Regions from separate parts of the Mus musculus genome. Here region 2 is linked to region 1. The links are chromatin contacts, called in public promoter capture Hi-C maps. All regions are on one chromosome and are shown on one strand. The core of a region is the stretch at or near the end of the contact, and the rest is flanking DNA. Distances in the headings are between cores, read along the strand shown. Region 1 holds the start of Crlf1 (cytokine receptor-like factor 1). Region 2 holds the start of Tmem221 (transmembrane protein 221).

Region 1 (5,527 bases), core at 2,132-4,631:
CGGCGTCCGGGAAGCAGCCACCCGGTCAGGGCAGGCCGCAGACAAGCGCCCTTTGTCCCTGGCCGCCTTCGTCACGACCCTGCTGACCCCCACCCCCAAACGGAGTCCAGCCCGGCAAGGCAGGGTGGCGCCGCTGCCTGCTGTCAAGGGAGGAGCGATGAGAGGAGGGGTGCGGTGCTTCCCCCATACGACTGGCTATCCTGGGACTCAGCAACAGTCTTTTGAGGATGCAGAGGAACAAGGACCACAGACTTGGTTGGCCCCAGAGCACCCAAATCCAGACTGGGACCTCCCCACATCCATATCTAGTACTTAAGTTGCAAAACACTATAAAATTGAGGTCTGGTGTCCCTACTGTCTAGGCTGTCCCCGGGAGAAAGGCTGGAGCACCCATAGGCCCTCAAGCAGACTCTCAATACCCCATTGCTCAGAGCGCAGCCAGGTACAGGCAGGAGGGGGAGGGCTGCTCCTGGAGGAATGGTCGGTCACAGGGAAGGGCAGGTCCCCGCTCTGCCCTTCTGAGTCCGGCAGGCTTTGATTTTTACTGGCCCTGCTGCTCTAGCAAAGCTTTAGTGGTTCACATTTGGGAATCTGAGGCTGGGGAAATTTCTCTGATTTAAACCTGCCTTGTTCCTCCACAGGAGATTCCTGGGTAAAATGTTCAGGGCTAATAAAGAGCCCTTCCACCCACCCCTTCTAACATTCCCAGCCACCTTCAATGACTTAGGTCAATATTTGTCAGAAAGTACACCATAACTACCTTCCTTTCCTAAGCAAAGAAAGGCCTGGACTGGCGAGGAAAGAGTTAATTCCACGGGAACACAGGGAAAGGATGGGTGCACCTTAAGGCCAACTTCTTTGCCCCAAAGGGTAAAAAGGTCATCCAGAGGGTAGGGGTTAAACACCAGAGAGGGCTGTGCCAGTTTGGGTCAGACAGCTAAGAGGGGTGTGTGCAGTACCCTGCTCTGAAACCCAGCGGCAGGACACTAGCCGATGCTGTTTTCTGGCTTCTTGGAGGGACAGGATTCTTTTATGACTTTTTCTTTTTGTATTTACTGAACTCCTCTGGCCCTCGCTTGGCCCAGCAGCATGGAATCTGGGAAGCCCTCAGGTATTCAGGACTAGCAAAATGAAGTAAGTGGCTAGAGAGCAGGCGCTTTCAAGAGCTGTGCTGCAAAGACGGTGAAAGAGTGAAGGTGTCGCTGGGGAGTTGTGGGAATTCACAAAAGGCGCGAGGGAAGTTTTCCCCGAAGCCACAGGCAAAGAAGGAAGGCTCCTGAAAACAACGAGCCCAAACAGCCAGCGAGCTGGAGAGGGGAGCATCTGGTATGGGCACGGGTGGCAAGGCAGAGTTGGGTCTCATTTCTTTCAAAGTCCCTCTGCCTGTGACGAAAACAAAGACTGAAGGAAGACGGAAGGAACCCCAGAGGAGGGCCTGCAACATCCCGGGAGGCGGAAGGAGCCCAGAGGAGGGCCTGCAACATCCCGGGAAGAGGATGAGGGGCCTGGACCAGGAGAGGGGTGTGTCAGAAGCTCAGGATGGGGGTGTGTTTTGGAACCAGGGCCAACCGGATTGCTGATGGATTGTACGTATGGGAAGAAGGGGAAAGCATTCAGTCACGCAGCTCCCAGGTCGTTGCCTGCAGCACCTGGGTGCATAGGGGAAGTTAGCCCTTTCCACCCGGGACTGGGAGGAGGAGCATTCGGGAACAAGTAAAATAAAGATCTTTGCTCCAAAAGCCTCCCAGGAGTCGAGATTCCTACCTCTCTACCTATATGGAGACCGGAGCGAATAGGCGTTGTGGGGGAGGGGCGGCAATGGTCCTGGAAATGTAGCCAAGACCCAGGTCTCCACAGAGCCTTAGGCCACCTGGCCACATTTCTCAGAGGAGACCTGCAAGCCAGTGCCACCTCTGCATCCCACCGTGCTAATCAGGTTTTAAGTTTGGGGGGATTTTCTTTCCCGTACTTGATTCTTTACACGTAAACTTTTAAGTTGGTCCCAGATTAGCCACTGTACAAAAGAAGAAACTGAGGCACAAGTGGCCTAGTTTGCCCCCAGCAAAATGGCAGTGGCCGAATTAGTTTTTATTTCTCTCCTTTGTCATTTGAAGCTTCTTGGAGGACCTTTAAGGAAGGGGCTGAGCCTCCAAGGGAACGGCTGTATGGGAGAAATCGAGCCCTTTACTCTCAGGGAGCTGTGGCTGGGGGCCTTTACCAAACCCGTGGGGTGGGACCACCCGGGAACTCGCATTTCAAGCGCCGCCCCACCAGCAAAGACCTTGCAGGCCAGAGACCTCCCTTCGTGGGCATCCGGATAGGGTGGAGACGAAGAAGCGATCAGAGAGATGAAATGCCAGGGCTGGGTTGGTCCGGGAGGGGTCCCCAAAACCCCAAACAGTGGCCAACAAAAATAACCCAGAGAAAAAACTCTGCGCTCAATCAGTGATAATTCTGCGTTGCTCGGGGCTGCCCGCGTTACCTGAAGTTGGCGGGCGGCGGCCGCTGCAGTGATTACTCACCGCGTGGCGCACCCCACCCGCGGGCCGCTGAGTGGATTTTTCCGTGGGGGGATGTGAAGAAGTTTAGGGAGAACTCTTCTGCACCGATGGGAACTAGGAATGCAGGGTTCGGTCCCGTTCCCCAAAGGACACACCTCTCCCCATGAGCCCACTCATAAGGGCTCCCTGCACGCGCTCCGGGACATCCCCATATCCAATACCCGCAGATATGATAGTTGAGAAGGGACCAGAGGCCGGAGACTCCCTCCCTGCCTTCTGGCTCCCCCCCCCCCGCACGAAACGAGACTACAGCGATGGGAGAGGTGGCATGAAGGCTTAGGGTGGGGATCGGTAGGACCCATGCACCCAGAGAAAGGGACTGGTGGCAACTTTCAAACTCTCTGGGGAAGGAAGAAGGGCTGAAAGAGGATGAACGGGCTCAGGTACTGCTCAATGTGTGTGTGGCGGACCAAAGTGGGTATGGGGGCCCCGTAAGAGGGGCGGGGAAGGTGGATAGGAAGGATCCCGGTAGACTGGAGGGGATCCTGGAAAAGCACCAGGGCTGCGAGCTAGGAACCCATTCGGAGTTAAGGGTACAGGATCCCAGATGAGGGGGTGGGAAGCCTGGGACGGGCGGGACCAGAGAGGGAGGTCCCACGGGCTGGTGGGGAAAGAGTGGGGGGCTTCGCGCAGGAGGATGGGACGTTCAGGAGTGGTAACTGGGCGGAGGCCGGCCGGGCGGGGCGCGCGGTGCCCGCGGGCGGTGGGAAGGCCGGTGCGGGGCCCACGATCAACCCCCCCCCCCAGGGGCCGGGCCGGGCCGGGGGCGGGGCCGGGCGGGGCGAGCGGCGCATTAGCGCCTTGTCAATTTCGGCTGCTCAGACTTGCTCCGGCCTTCGCTGTCCGCGCCCAGTGACGCGCGTGAGGACCCGAGCCCCAATCTGCACCCCGCAGACTCGCCCCCGCCCCATACCGGCGTTGCAGTCACCGCCCGTTGCGCGCCACCCCCATGCCCGCGGGTCGCCCGGGCCCCGTCGCCCAATCCGCGCGGCGGCCGCCGCGGCCGCTGTCCTCGCTGTGGTCGCCTCTGTTGCTCTGTGTCCTCGGGGTGCCTCGGGGCGGATCGGGAGCCCGTGAGTACCGTGCGCCCTGCTCCCCACCTCCCCAGGGAAGCCGGGATCCGGCGCCCCGGGGGGTAGTCGCGGGGGATGGAAGAGGGGGCGCGAGCGCCACCTGGACGTCCCGGGAACAAAGGAAGGCGGCCCTCGGGGCGCCCTCACCTGTGGGGCTCATGGCACCACCACCCAGCCTCCCAAGAGTACCCCGTTATACATCAGAGGCCTCTTATCTGTATCCCCTTTGCGAGGCTGTCTGGCCAGGCTCAGTTTGAAGGACATCGCAGTGTCCTGGGACCCCCCTCCTTCAGGGTGCTGGGACGCTTCGGGGCGCACGCCTGTGTCTTGGATATCAGAGCGGAAGGGAAGCCTCCCTGGCCGGGGACGCACGCTTGGGTGCGTTGGGTTGGGTGCTGGCGCAAAGTGGGGTCCCCTCCCCCATGAAGTGATGATCCCCGGGGGGAGGGTGGGGCGTTATCGTGAGCCCTCCTGTCCGCCTGGCATGCGGCCCGGCGTCCCTCGGGACTTGCCTCTCCGTGGGGTCGGCGCCGCCCCCTCCCCCCTATAGCAGACTCCATGCTTTGGTATCCTCGAAGTCCTCTCCACTGGTGGGGCTCACAACCGGTCTCATTCAGGCTGCGCTGGGTTGAGAGCCTCTAGCGACTGAAATTTCGGTGAGGAGCGAGAGCAAGCGTGTCCGGGCACCGCGAGCCCAGACTTCATTGTCTAAGGGGCACCCAGTGGGGGTCAGCTGCCGAGAGAATCCCACTGTCCCAGGAGGAACTCCTGGCCTTGAGCCCCCATCACCCAACGCACACATCCCCGCCAGGATGCGGTCTCCACATCCAGACCCTCTCTGGGACACACCCAAAGACACACAAAAGAGCCCCACTGGCTTATGTCCCGTCACCCTGCCCTCCGACGCGCGCTGCAGCCCAGATGCGTATTCGCACACCATCGCGGCGCTCGCATTCCATCCTCTACACAGACACACACACACACACACACACACACACACACACACACACACACACACGCACGCACACACACGCACGCCCGCACTCGTGGTCCCACATTTATTTCACAGGGGAGGCAACACCGGGGTACGCATATGGTTGAGTGCACTGGAGATCTTTCCCCACCACTCTCAGGACCCCATCCGGAGACACAGGCCACACCGCAGGGGCACCACGCTGCGCTGCTGCTCTGGGCTAGTAGTCTTGTGCAGTTTGTCCGCGGTGTCTGTGGACGCCCTCCCGCTCTTGTCAGGGGACAGGAACCTACACTCCTGCTTGCCCAAGGCGGCTGGGCAGGTGATGTGGTGACACCCGGGACCTTTCCGGGGAGTTGGTGTTGCTGCCAAGCCTGGGTAGTTTTTGAATGCCACCAATAGCGCTAAGCTTTGTTTCCGGGCGGGCTGCAGAGCAACAGGCGAAGGTGGCGGAGTGGGGGTGGCGCGTGTGTTTTTTCTTTTAAGGGGGAGAGAAATTAAATAAGAGGTTCTCACACCTCTGCAATCTGTTTGTACTTACCGTGTGTCTTAGCACCTGACCAGCCAGCCGGTGGGTCGTAAAAGTGTATGCAGGTACCAGCGGGACAGGAGATGGGGGCCCCTGGGGTATGGCTGGGATGGAGGCCACCTTCCCGTTGGCCTTTCAGGGAATCTCACACTTTTCCCTTTTAAAACACATGGTGTTCTTTTTAATAACGGCAGCAACTCCGCATTGGGAAAGGGGGAAATAAGCTTGTATAGGCCCCGGCTTTGTGGAAAGGAGGGGAAGAGGGAAGAAAAAAGGAGGGGTGTCTCCTCCAGGCTTAGGGGGCTGCTGTCAGCTGCTGCTCTGTCTAGCTTGGCATGTGTGTGCCCCAGTCCCCAGTGGCTTTGGCCCATTGTTTGTGGAAGCCAAGAGG
Region 2 (5,527 bases), core at 989-3,488, 1.1 Mb after region 1:
GGACACCTTGGGGACAGATTCTCCAGAAGTGTGGGTCCTAGAAACTGTGAGTCAGCCTTAAAGATTGGCCTTCTTATTCTAAGGATTTATTTTTACCCCTGTGTGTGTTTGTGTGTGTGCACATAGGGATGTATGTAAGTGCAGGTGTGTGCACACAGGTGAGTAGGTTGGTATGTGAAGGTGTGTAAGTGCAGGTGCCCATGGAGACCAGAAGGTATCAGGTCTCCTGGACTTTAGGTGACTGTGAGCAGCCCGACACGGGTGCTGGGAACTGAACTCCAGGTCTTTGGAGAAACAAAGTACTATTAACTGAGTACTATTAACTGCCGAGCCATCTCTCTGGCTCTCTGTCTGAGGCACAGCTCAGTGGGTCAGCACTTGTCTGTGTCCTAGATCCCAGGTTCCATCCACAATGGAATGGTGAAATCAAAGCCACACCCTCCCAGGGACTGGGCTGTGGCTCAGTGGGTAGAGCACTTGCCTGGCATGCACAGGGGCTGAGTTCCAGCCTCAGTGCCTAATAAACTGGGCATCATGGTGCCTGGCATTGCCCTGCTGTGGAGGCATGAGGACCAGGAGCTCAGAGTCATCCTTGACCACATAGTGTTTGAAACCAGTCTCGGATACATGAGACCCTGTCTAAAAAAGCAAATAACCAAAAGCAAAAATCAAAACAAGACGGCTTGGGGGCTGGGATGTGGCTCTCAGAGGTTAAATGCACTGGCTGCTCTTGCAGAGGACATGGGATCGGGTCCCAGCACCTCATGATTCTGAACTGTCTGCTGCTGCAGTTTCCAAGGAATCTGTAGTCTCTGACCTCTGTAGGCACTGCACACACAGACACCACACACACCTCTCCTCCCAAGGTTTGGGAGATGAAAGCAAGATCAGACGTTCAATGTCAGCCTTGGCTACAAGGCAACTCCCAGGCCAGTTGGGCCTACAAGATAAGTAGTAATAATGATACATAATGAGCATTAACAGAGAACCCTCTGTTCACTCTAAGCACCAACTCTTGTATATATAATGATCTACTCACCACTCTTCAATTATGGGGAAACTAAAGCACAGAGTAAGAGAAACATATCCAAGAGAAAGTGTTGGGGCAACTGCCTGAACTCAGGCTACTGGTCCAGAGATCTGTGTGCACCCTGCCCCAGGTCCCTTGTCCCCCCATCACACACTACCTGCTAAGTAGACGGAGACCCCACAGCAGAACAGGCCAAGCGCTGAGTGCCTGAGGAGGCGGCAGTCATACAGAAACCAGTCCGACCTGGGGTGGGGGTGGGGGGGCAGGAAGGGGGACAGTGACCCAGTGACACCAGAAACCAAAGTTTAGAGTCTCAGCCCTCCACCTGCCTACCTACCTAGCCAGTCATCCAGCTGTAACATCACCGCATGTACCCCTACCCCCATCTATCCACGCACCCACCACTCATTTGCTTGAATCTACCAATTTCCAACCAGCACCAGACTTCCTTACACAGTGGAGGGTCAAAGTTGGGACAAGGGTGTGGTTGACTCAACGAGAGCATCTCATCGCATCCCCACTGTTCCAAGTAGAGTCCCTACACCTGCACCACCGAGCTCAGAGTCTTGAGCAGGTGACCAGGCTGCGGCTTGCTGCGTATCCACAACTGTCAGTCCCGCCCTTCCTGAACCCCGCTTCAGAGAGGAAAGCCTCGAGGTTGGGGTGCAGCTCCGATGACTGACATGTGTCCCCCGCCCCCATACACGGGAAGCACCAGCGCAGGAAGAAGGGGGCGCGCTGAGGCCCTGTTAGTATCACCCCGAGAAACCGGTGTGCTCTCGGAGTCTCAGTTTCCCTCTCTGTAGGTAGAGGCGGTGGTATCCTACCTGCCCGGCCCCGGCCCGCGTGCCAACTCGGCGCCCAGGTGACCACAGAGCGCGGCGAGCAGCAAGCAGCTAAGCCCGAGGACCTGTGCCAGCGCGGCCAGCGCGGTCGCCAGCGGCAGCAATGCCCCAGCCGCAGCTTCAGGTAGCCCGGCATCGGGGTCCAGCTCCGGGTGCAGCCCGTCGGTGCGTACGCGCCGAAGCTCCGCGCGCCCTGCCTGGAGCTGGAACAGCAGCTGCGCAGCCAGCGCGACCAGCACCGCGGCCGGGATGCCCAGTAGGGTCATCGCGGCCAGTACCCGACCTCCGTAGGAACGGCCCATGGCGCGGGCCTTGGATGGAGGGAGGCGGCAGTAGGCGTTCGGGAGTCCTGGGGTATGGACGCCACCGGGGCTCGAGTGCTGGTACCAGATAGGTCGTGGAAAATGAGCAAAAACTTGGGAGAAAGTGTTCTTTTACTGCGCGTCGGCCGAGGGCGCCTCCCCCGGGTGTGCTGGGGAAGGAGGAACTGGGGTTTTGTGGGGTTGGTCTGGGAGGGGCCATGCTAGGAGATCCCGAGGGGGCTCCACCCCTGTAGAGGGGTGGAGCCTAGCCCCTAGGTGAACCGGGAGACGAGGGGCGGGGTTGAACAAGCAAAATTTAAGAGGGGCGTGGTCTATGTGATGAGTGGGAAGGGGCGTGGCTAAGGCGGAGCTTAAGAAGGCTCCTGAAGGGCGGACTTAAGAGGACGGGCCTCAGGGACATCCCAACATCGGGGTCTGAGTCCTGTGGACGATGATGGGTGGGGTCCCCAGGGTGAAGGGACCAGAAAGGGAGTCTTGCAAGGCAGAGGTAGGAGGGCTCTAGTTCTGACAGGTGTTGGGGAGGAGAGGTGGGGTTTGGTTGAGCGGAGAACGCAGGTGGGTTGTGGTCTTGGGTCGGGGCCTGGAAATAGACTTGTCTGGGAGGGGGCGTGAATTGCCCCGCCGTTTGGATGGGTGGGGCGGTGTTTGGAGAGTCGGAGAAGTAGGCAGAGCCCAGGAGATAGAGGCGGGCAAACTGTGAGTACGGGGAAGTGGGGCCCAACTTGGTCTCCATAGCTAGTTCTAGGCCAGTCAGGGCTACCTATAGAGACTCTGTCTTTAAAAAAAAAAAAAAATTGTGGGAGGGCAACCGAGGAGATGTCAGGAGATGAAGCTCTGAGTCTTGCTTGGACTCAGGCAGGGTCACAAAGCCCAAGGATGGAGATCTTGATTCACAGAGTGCCTGACCCTGGAAACTGCACCTATGGCATAGACAGGCATTTTCCTGTCGCCCTGAGGACCAAGCTTCTAGTAGCTGTTTATTAAAATATCACCATCATCATCATCATTTGTTTTAGGTGTATGAGTGTGTTGCCTACATGTATGTATGTCTGTGCATGTCAGGTATCTGTGGAAGTCATAGGAGGGCTTCTAGGCTCCTGGAACTGGAGTTACAGATGGTTACTAGCCACTGTGTGGATGCTGAGAACTGAAACTCTACCCTTTGCAAGAGCAGAAATGCTGGTGCTCTTATCCACTGAGCCATCTTCTCAATGTGTATATATCTGAACAAATCAGGCACAATAACACAGGCCTGCCGTCACTGTCATCAATTCAGAGGGTGAGGCAATGGGAATGTGGACACTTGGAAGAAAGTAGGGACTACAAGACACTGTCTTTAGAAGTAAACAGAGGGGCTGGAGAGATGACTCGGTGGTCTGTTCCCAGAATCCTTATCAGGTGGTTTGCAACTGCTTGCAACTCCAGGGCCAGGGGATTCCACACCCTCTTCCTGCTTCTGGCCTCACCCTCACTCAGATATGCATATGCTGCTGAAAATATAATCAAAATAAAAATTAGGCTGGGTGGTGGTGATGCACCTCTTTAATCCCAGCACTTGGGAGGCAGAGGCAGGTGGATTTCTGAGTTCGAGGCCAACCTGGTCTACAGAGTGAGTTCCAGAACAGCCAGGGCTACACAGAGAAACCCTGTCTCGAAAAAACAAACGAACAAACAAACAAACAAAACAAAAAACAACAAAAAAGATCACTTTTAACAAATTGGAATGAAACTTACAATAGAGTATCCAGTTTTTACTCGCTGTTTTGTGTTTGTTTTTAAAGCACATTTACAGAGCAACCCTGCCTATATCTATCTAGTTTGGAAGCATTCTATCTCTTTAAGAGAGTCCCTCCTATCAATCATGCTCCACTGTCCTCAAGGCCCTGGCAGCTCCATTTGTGGCTGTCCCTGTTGGGGACACTTCCTGCCAAGTGAAGTGTTTTGTGTCTGGCTGCTGCCACTCAATCTCTGGTATGGTAGCCTGTGTCAGTGCTTCATTCCTGTTCGTGGCTGAGCAATAGTCCACTCTGGACATCCCACAGGTGTTGATCCATTGATCTATTGATGGACATTTGGGATGTGTCTACCTTTCAACCAGGGTCAGCTACAAAGCCAGGAACACACATAAGCAAGCCTGGGAGCCCAGCCGCCAGCAGTGAGGTTCTGAGTCACAACGCCGGTTCCCAGGCCAACTCCATCTCACGGTTGTGGATTACAAAGCAGATTCCCATGCAACTGTACACATTTTATTTCCTAAAAGGGGTGAGTGAGGATTTCTATTTCCTTTAATTAACATTTTAAATTTTCTCTTGGGCAGTGGTAGTACATGCCTTAAGTCCTAGCACTCGGGAGGCAAAGGCAGGAGGATCTCTGAGTTCGAGCCTACAGGGCAACACAGAGAAACCCTGTCTTGAAAAAGCAAAATAATAATTTTAAATTCTCCATTAATTACTCTTTGAGGGGACATGAGTGCAAGTCAAGGGACAACTTGTTTGAGTAGCGCTATGTGGGTTCCCCGGGATCGAATACAGGTTGTCAGGCTTATTCAGTCTTGAACCTGTTTCCCCCACTACTCCCTTGGGAGCGGAGGCAGATGAGAGGTTGGCAGGGTCCGATTCCCCTGGTTCACAGCTTTCTTACTCCCTCTAGTCAGATTCTTGATCCCAGAAAGTCAGGTTTGCAAGCTTCCGTGGACTTGCTTGGTGCAGGAGGGTTTTAAACTCACGCACTATCCCGATTCGGTCGCCAGGGGACGCCGTAGGCAAAAGCAAAAACATCGCACACACTTAGCCTTTGAGAGAAACAAGGGTCCTGTCCGGAAGTCTCAGAGGCTTAGATCGAGGTCTCACCTAGCCGCAGCCGGCCTAGTGCTCTCTCTATGTAGCGAAAAATGGCCTTGACCTTCTGCACACACACACTTTCTTCCTTCCTTTCTTCCTTTCTTTTTTCTTTTTTCTTTTTTGTAGGTGGCGGTAGTGCATGCCTTTAATCCCAGCACTTGGAAGACAGAGGCAGGAGGATCTGAGTTCGAGGCCAGCCTGGTTTACAGCACGAATTCGAGGACAGCCAGGGCTATACAGAGACCCTGTCTCAATACAAAACAAAACAAAATCCCAACTATTTTTGCTAGATATACTCATTTGTCACTGTGTGGGCATGCACTTACAATCGTGTGTGTAAAGAACTGACTTGCGGAAGTCAGTCTTTCTTCCACTCAGTGGGTTCCAGGAATTGAACTTGGGTTGTCAGTCTTGACAACATGAGCCTATCTGCACAGAGTCAGCTTGCTGGCCCTCTCTTGCAACCAGAGCGCTGAATGACATGGGTGC

Evidence for each region. Promoter capture Hi-C pulls out the DNA fragments that hold promoters and counts their contacts.
Region 2: a promoter capture Hi-C map of embryonic stem cells shows a contact between it and region 1. The contact joins the promoter of Tmem221 here to the promoter of Crlf1 in region 1. A contact is called at or near these places in 2 of 39 promoter capture datasets (embryonic stem cells and second pharyngeal arch cranial neural crest) and 1 of 9 other capture datasets (liver).

Annotation. Positions count from the first base shown.
Region 1 is chr8:70,489,767-70,495,293 of GRCm38.p6, forward strand. Crlf1 (cytokine receptor-like factor 1) reads left to right here and starts at 3,382. Exons shown (of 9, transcript NM_018827.4): 1 at 3,382-3,634. The coding sequence starts at 3,511. It overlaps 1700020G03Rik (a long non-coding RNA gene), which reads left to right. Exons shown (of 2, transcript XR_870493.2): 2 at 1-925.
Region 2 is chr8:71,556,633-71,562,159 of GRCm38.p6, forward strand. Tmem221 (transmembrane protein 221) reads right to left here and starts at 2,239. Exons shown (of 4, transcript NM_001100462.1): 1 at 1,858-2,239; 2 at 1,188-1,273. The coding sequence starts at 2,177. It overlaps Nxnl1 (nucleoredoxin-like 1), which reads right to left. Exons shown (of 2, transcript NM_145598.2): 2 at 3,923-5,527.